Linked DNA regions of Oryza sativa: region 2 is linked to region 1. A link is a contact called in public HiCAR-type data. All regions are on one chromosome and are shown on one strand. Each heading gives the region's core, a stretch centred on a gene start, on an enhancer-like site or on the middle of the called end of the contact. The rest is flanking DNA. Distances are from core to core; before and after follow the strand shown. Region 1 overlaps LOC4350603 (coiled-coil domain-containing protein SCD2). Region 2 holds the start of LOC9266065 (serine carboxypeptidase-like 45).

Region 1 (4,084 bases), core at 115-2,614:
TCATTTTTTCATGAAAAATATCAATCTAGAAACAATTTATTTGGGGGTGCATCTGCATTCCTCCTTGCCCACTCTTGACACTTGAGACACATTTTTATCACAGTTGATATGGGTATACGCGAGCTGAGGCGCCTAGGAATCGAACAGCTACTATGGGAACTTTCGCGGAGAGAGGCGAACTCTACCAAAGAAGAGGAGCTGAACAGCACCAAAGAAGAGCTGAAAAACACCACCACAAAAGATGAGATGGACACCACCAACGAGGAATCGTCCGATGTCGAGGATCTGACCTAGCAGCCTCAAACAAAGCTTGCACTGGGTCTCAGACTTTCAGTTTTTCCCCCTCTGTGATGTACATGAACCGTAGAACATTACAAAAAAAGATGTTTCTTGTTTATGATTTTGAGTTTTTGTTACAACATAGTAGTCGATTGATTCTTTTTTTGGTGTACATAACTTGCATCCCCAACCCAAACAGTGTTGTTGACTTGTTACAGCATCTTGAAAGGATGCATATTAAATCAAATTGTGTACTTTCCATAGGCCTAAACATATATAGCTGCTTGACTTGATGTTTGTTGTGTGTGAGTGACAATCAAGGGAGCCCTTTTGCTGTCCCCATTTCAATCCAGCCGAATTAGCAGTAAACCTAAGTGTCCAGTCCTGTCACTAGTCTCACTTTCGGCTGGAAATTTTAACTTTGATTAGTCTCATTCTTGCCATGCATGTTACTAACATGTTATTGAAATGTGTTTGATTCCTGCTTGATATTTGTTTCTAAAAAATTGGACCAAGATTGTCTCGAGATCTGTACTAGAGCATGTCTCCTTCTGGGGATTTGCTAGAATTTAAAAAACTGTGTTTTGTTTTTCAATGAGGGATTGTTTTTATGTGTTTGGCAGCATCATGTATTGAATGGATCCATAATTATATCAATCTGCTGTTGCTGCAGCAAAGGATGGGGTGGTGGTGATGATTAGCGTGGATGGATCGGGACCACACGATCCCCATCCGATGGCCTCCAGTGCTCTCTGCGGCGGGCACTGATTCACACATGACCAATCCGAGCTGATCAATCGTTTTTGAAACTTTTTTTTGGCTATTTTTTTTCAATTCTTAATTCGGATGAACTTCAAATTGCAGAGATCGAAATCGAACTCGTGAAATCTCTCTTCCACACGGAGTATATATACTTCAGCTGAGCATTGGATCTCGCAATACCATCATGAGGCGCAGGCGCCTTTTTGGCACCGTGTCACTGACAGGTGGGCCCCCACATGAGAGCCTGGGGCCCACGGGCCAGTGGCACGCCTGAAGTTGGGTCGGGCTCTTTTTGTCGTACAGGGAGGGTCACGTGCTGTATGGTAAATGGACTTCCGGTTGATGACGTGGCGGGTACGCGATGATGACTCGCATGGGACAGGGACCACTAGATCTTGATCCAATGGCCATGAGCTCCCCCCTGGAGGCAGCATCAGCAGCCACGGCGGCGTCATTTATCCACTGCGAGGAAAGAGCAAGTTTAATAGTATAGCCGACTGCTGTTTTCAAATTATCTATATATAATCTAATAGTCTATTTATAGAATAGTTGACTATAAAAATATAGTACACCATTAATACCCGAATATGTAGCCCGTTTTCTTCTATCTCTTCTCTTTTCTTCTCGATATGTAGTTATAGCTGGTTTATAGCCTGATATTGTACCTGCTCTAACTCCCAACCTTTTCATGTGCTTTGTGTTTTCCGAACCGCTACATAGTACTTCCTCCGTTTCTAAATATTTAACGCTGTCGTTTCTAAATATTTAACGCCGTTGACTTTTTTAAATATATTTGATTGTTTGTTTTATTTAAAAAAATCTAAGTAATTAGTAATTCTTTTTCTATCATTTGATTTATTGTTAAATATACTTATATGTATACATATAGTTTTACATATTTCACAAAAATTTTAATAAGACGAACGGTCATACATGTGCTAAAAAAATAACGGTGTCAAATATTAGAAACGGAGGGAGTATATTTTTTTATAAAAATTTTCTATATAAAAGTTATTTTAAAAATCATATTAATTTCTTTTTTAAAAAAGATAATACTAAATTAATTATGTGCTAATGAGTAGCTCTAAGTAAGCGAGAGATTAGCTCCTATCTTAGGCCCTCTTTGTTTAGGTTTATAAGCCAACTTATAAGTCGAAAAGTCTAAGTCTAAACAAACAAACAACTTTTCCGTTTGGCTTTTTTGAAGCCATAAGCCACTCTAACACTATTAAGCCAAAAGCTAGGTTGGAGAAGCTTTTTGGCTTATGTGAGGTAGATGTATTACTTAACCACTAAACTTAGTACATTAAATCCACTGGCTTATAAATCATACTTCCTCCATCTACTTTTGATAGTCATATTTTTAAATCTGAAAATTTTATTTTTGATAGGCATATTTCAATCCAACAACCTATCATCTTAATGATTTTCTCGAATTTAATGCATGACTCTCCATTCTTCCACACATGATTGGCTACATGGGCTCTAAGAAATGTAAATATTAATGAATCGCTTGTTTACGAGGAATGACTATACCATGCTTAAATGAATGATAAGTAGAACTACTTATTCTTGATCTGTGTGTCAAGATAAAATATGACTATCAAAAATAGATAGAGGAAGTATAAGCCAATAAACTGACTTAAAAGTCTAGGTCAATAAGCCTAAGCCTAAACAAACAGGGCTTAAGCTGCCGGACACAGCCTAAAGTAGTAATCCCTCGTTCGACGGCTCAGCAAAATCAAAATATTCAAAATTTATCCATGTATTAGCCTTAGGTGGGATGCACGCATGGCTCTTGGGTTTGTATGATGATTTAATGGTACTACATGCATGCAAAGGAGGCTCTGGTTTGCTGGTCATTCATTTTACATGTAAGCTATGATTTGGTTGAATAAAAATGGGATGCCTCTCTTTCTTTAATTTTGCATGCAAGTAACTGAATCGACAAGATTAGCAGGCAGAATTACCTTCGCCTTGGTCTTGCTGCACGGTTGAAATATGGTGATCAAAATTGAATGGAAGGATTAATAGGAATCTTTCATACATGTGTTTTTATCGACTTTAAGACCGGTCCCAATCCAAGACACAACACATAGCTTTCATAAACTCCACATCATCAAAAAAACTAGTGTTAGACACTACTCTTTCAATACAAACACCACTCTTCTATACTTAAATTTAATGTTACTTATCTCACATAATGTCTTGGATATTGTGTAGAAATCATGTCTCATTGTAAGACCTGGTTTTCTTCTCTTTCATCATTTATTTATTTGCCACATCATTTTTTATTATAGGTGGCAGCTTATTTAATGCTATGGACACTATTCTAATCATTGGGTTGGAATGGTAAGGGCTTAAGGTCCTGTTAGTTCTCTTCATCTGGAGAGATATTTTTAGCACACACGAAACGAGAAAACTCATTACCATAGGATTAATTAATTATTAACTACTCCCTCCATTCTAAATTGATCTACATATTTCATAAGTACACCAAGACCAAGAAAAACTAATAACTCTCTCATACTATATTTACTCTAGCAACAAACTCGATGCATGCACCATCCCCACTATTTCCTAGCCAATAGCAAATCAAGATATTGCATGTGGGTTATAAATACTTGTGTGCATGGATGCATGCATCAATGTCCATTTACTCCAATGCACAAATAACGAATAGACTTAATGAATGAACATAAATATGTAGATCATTTAGGAACAACCTTAAAAAACTATATGTAGATCAATTTGGAATGGAGGGAGTATTAAAAATTGGAAAATAGATTTATTTGATTTTTAAACAACTTCTATGTAGAAACTTTTTATAAAAAAAACACACCATTTAACAGTATGAAAACATGTTAACGGAAAACGAGAAAATTAAAGTTTGGAGTTGAGAAAAAGAATTGGGCGTTAAAAACCAATGATAAAAAATAATATACGAAAAAAAAAATCAAAATTAACATTAAGGGTCCGTTTGATTTCTATGTAAAATGTTATAATTTTAAAGGATTCCAATCCTATAAAAGAATTTCCCATG
Region 2 (3,650 bases), core at 306-2,805, 42 kb after region 1:
GTCCTACATGGCTACCTGGACATTGTTTATGTGATGAAGGAAGTTTGATGACATGGGCGAAATAAAGCAGAGCATGCAAAAGTTGCCCAACGCTTCAGTCTACACTATACAGTTCAGGCCAATCTTTTGGTAGCAGCTAAACTCCTAGCACTAATTAAAAATTGAAGTGTGTTGCAGGTAAATGGCACATTTCAAGTACCAACACACACCTGCATCGGACGGAGGCTAGAGATCACAACAGCCAAAATACCAACTTATTTTATCATTTTATATAAACCGATGACTTTGAAACCTGTTCCTCGTTAGTCGTTGTACTATATGTATTACAATATTATATACTACCAAAACTGTCTTTATTTCTTTTAGAAAAATAAATTTTCAGCTTAAACCTCTGCTTATGAGTTATGATATATGCTCAGTGATTTTATATCATCTACTACCTCTGTCCCAAAATATAGCAACCTAAGACTGGATGGGATATGTCCCATCCAATCCGAAATTGTTATATTTTGGGACGGAGGGAGTAGCTGTAATTAGTTGAGATGAATAAAAACTTCCTTTATCTTAAAAAAACTAAAAATGATAATGTGAAGTAAGCAACAATGTCCACCATTTCTGCACAATACAGGACTACATATGTATATATTAAAAATAAGAGTGATACTGTGGAAGCCCTAGCTAAAAAGCCTACTTTCTGTAATGCAGCAAAGGCTTTTGCTCCATGGGTCCATCTTGTCCCTCTCCTCTCCTCTCTTTCTCTCTCTCTCTCATCATGTGACCCACTAAACTAAGCATTTCCTGTTCATTTTTTCCAATGTGAATTAGTATAAAATTGCATCACTGAGTGGATCAATGTGTAGACAGATGTGAGCATGTTCATTGATCTCTAATAGTACTGCATAAAAAGGTTCCAAAAATGAAGAGATTTTCATGTGCATACTCCTATATGGTTGACCTTTACTTGGTGAGGTATATCTAATAGTATACTCCACCTTAGGCATTCCAAATAAAATAAAAGGCTAATTTTGAATCCTATGTAATTAAATTAAGTGAGTGTACCTACTGTTTTGTCAGTGTCTTGTTTGTCCAAATTATTCACATGTTGCCTATGTTTTTTTAGCACATTGCTAGATCTTTATCCTTTCATAATACTCAGTGCAACAGAGAGAAGCTCAAAAGGAACAGAAAAGTTTTTTTTTTGGTAGTACTGCTTTGTTCACAAAATGCACCCATGAAGGCATGAACAATGTGATCTGAAATGCTAATGTTCATATGTACTACTTAACTTTGCATTTGCTGTTTTGCACTGCATATGAAGGCTGCCAACTGCCAATGACCATCTAAGTTTTCTGAATCTTGTCATGCATGCTTTGAGTGGCTGTAGGAACAAACTGACTTTCAGGAGCAGTTAACTACTGTATTTATCTCCAAACCTGATCCTGATAAGGTGCATAATTAATGGAGCATTGTCAGACAAACCCAATAGTCCAACAAAATGTACCTTTTATTCTCTTTTCCTCCCCTATATATATTCTAATGCAGCCACATGCTCTCCAAGCAAAGAAAAGGCCTTGCCTTGCTGCATCTGTATCTGCTACTACCACTGCTAGTGCCACTCTCCAACACTCCACTGAATCATTCATCTTTTGAAGATTTTTTTTTTTACCTCTCTTCCTCCTGTGCTCTCCTCTCAATGCAAAAGAGCACACTTGACTCTTGCCTTCTCACCACCCAATCTCTCTTGCTCTAAGCTCTAGTTCTTCATCTCTCTTTCTCTATCACTTTCTTGAAGACAATGCAGGCTCTGGTGAGCTCCAACAGGAGGCCATTGGCCATTGTGGTTGCAGCACCAGTACTCCAGATGCTACTAATTGCTGCATTGCTCCATCTGGGTTCTTGCAATGGAGGAGACAGGATCGAGAGGCTACCAGGGCAGCCTGAGGTGAGCTTTGGGCAGTATGCTGGCTACGTTGGTGTGGATGACAAGGGCCGGAGGGCTCTCTTCTACTACTTTGTGGAGGCTGAGCTTGATCCTGCCACAAAGCCCCTTGTGCTCTGGCTCAATGGAGGTGAGTTCTTCTAGTATTCTTGGATTGCTGAATCAGAATGTGGAGTTTGCTCTTCTTGGGTGCACTTTCTTCTTCTTGGTCTTCCTGGTTTTTAATTTTCTTTCTGTTTCTTGCTTTACTGAACTAAGTTTTTCAGCCTTCAGTTTCTATCTTGGTTTCCTTTCTTTCTTTCTTTTTTCTTTCCAAATTTGTTCTTTGAAATTTTCTTAGCCACAACTGACTCATCTTGTGGGTTTTTGAGAATGTTTTTGCTAAATTTGTTCCTTTTGACTTGTTTCTTCATTGAAATCCTTGACCCAATTTTTTACCCATTTCTCTGTAAATTTTGATGGTTTCTTAAAATTGCTCTGATCCAAAATGTTTATTTGCAGGTCCTGGCTGTTCTTCACTTGGTGTTGGAGCTTTCTCAGAGAATGGCCCATTCAGGCCAAGTGGGCAGGTGCTAGTGAAGAATGAGTACAGTTGGAACAAAGGTGTGTGTGAGACCATGAGTGCTACCTCACTTACCTTTTGTTTGTGGCTTTGCATGCCAATTCCAATTTCTTGAACCTTTTGCTGGATCAAGAAAGCTGAACATGTTTTAACTGTTTTGGTGGTGGTGCTGTTACTCTGCAGAGGCCAATGTGATCTACCTGGAGACACCAGCTGGTGTTGGTTACTCCTACTCTGCTGATGCTGCATACTACCAGGGTGTGGATGATAAGATGACAGGTACTGATTTTATTTTACTTTTACCTAAGTTTATGGTCTCTCTTCTCTGTTTTTGTGTTCTTTGTCTCTGTTTTTGATTCTGTTATTTTTCAGTACTGCATCCCTGTGCAGAAGTTATTGTAGGAAGAGAATATTCTTACTGCTTCATTAGCAGTTGTATTCTTATTTATTTGCATTTATATCGGTCTTTAAGAATTAATGTTCTTTGCACGACATTATGCAATACAGCTTTTGCTATGGTTGATGTTGTTGGTTGCAAGTGATTAATGGCTCTGACTTTGCTTTTTCTGAATGAATGAAGCAATGGACAATATGGTGTTCTTGCAAAGGTGGCTTGAAAAGTTCCCACAGTACAAAGGCAGAGAACTGTACATTTCTGGAGAAAGCTATGCAGGCATGTATATACAGTTTCATTTTACTATCCTTTTTCTGCATTAAATTTATGATTTTTTAATAATAGTCAACAAGGCAGATCTTGATGTACCATGATTTTGTTTCTTGGCATGTATCAGGGCATTACATTCCACAACTTGCTGATGTCATGGTGGAATTTAACAAGAAGAACAAGATCTTCAACCTCAAAGGGATTGCTGTAAGCAAACTGAAACTGATGACATAAGCAAATTCACATTGCTCAGTGATTCATTTTCTGAATACTATTTCAATCTTTATTTTGGACAGCTGGGCAATCCTGTTCTTGAATTCACCACTGACTTCAACTCAAGGGCAGAGTACTTCTGGTCCCATGGGCTGATTTCAGACTCAACATACAGAATTTTCACCTCAGTTTGCAACTATTCTCGCTATGTCACCGAGTACTATGGCGGGTCGCTTACCCCGCTTTGCGCAAGGGTGATGAACCAAGTGACA

What was found. HiCAR-type assays count read pairs that join an accessible place to other places.
Region 2: a HiCAR-type map of leaf shows a contact between it and region 1, with 5 times the contacts expected there. The contact joins the promoter of LOC9266065 here to the enhancer-like site in region 1. A contact is called at or near these places in 10 of 15 Hi-C or Micro-C datasets (leaf, leaf mesophyll, panicle and 2 more) and 3 of 4 datasets of contacts at active chromatin or transcription factors (all in leaf).

Annotation. Positions count from the first base shown.
Region 1 is chr11:20,730,302-20,734,385 of ASM3414082v1, forward strand. LOC4350603 (coiled-coil domain-containing protein SCD2) reads left to right here. Exons shown (of 17, transcript XM_026021445.2): 17 at 104-550. The coding sequence ends at 294. Among protein-coding and RNA genes, the nearest start is that of LOC4350603, 15 kb to the left of the region's middle. Within about 2 kb of position 1,365, at least 14 of the 15 cell types and tissues checked have open chromatin away from gene starts, as enhancers often do. A contact at or near this core is called in leaf, panicle and seedling, where this site is marked.
Region 2 is chr11:20,772,420-20,776,069 of ASM3414082v1, forward strand. LOC9266065 (serine carboxypeptidase-like 45) reads left to right here and starts at 1,556. Exons shown (of 10, transcript XM_015760358.3): 1 at 1,556-2,069; 2 at 2,441-2,542; 3 at 2,685-2,780; 4 at 3,082-3,174; 5 at 3,293-3,372; 6 at 3,462-3,650. The coding sequence starts at 1,796.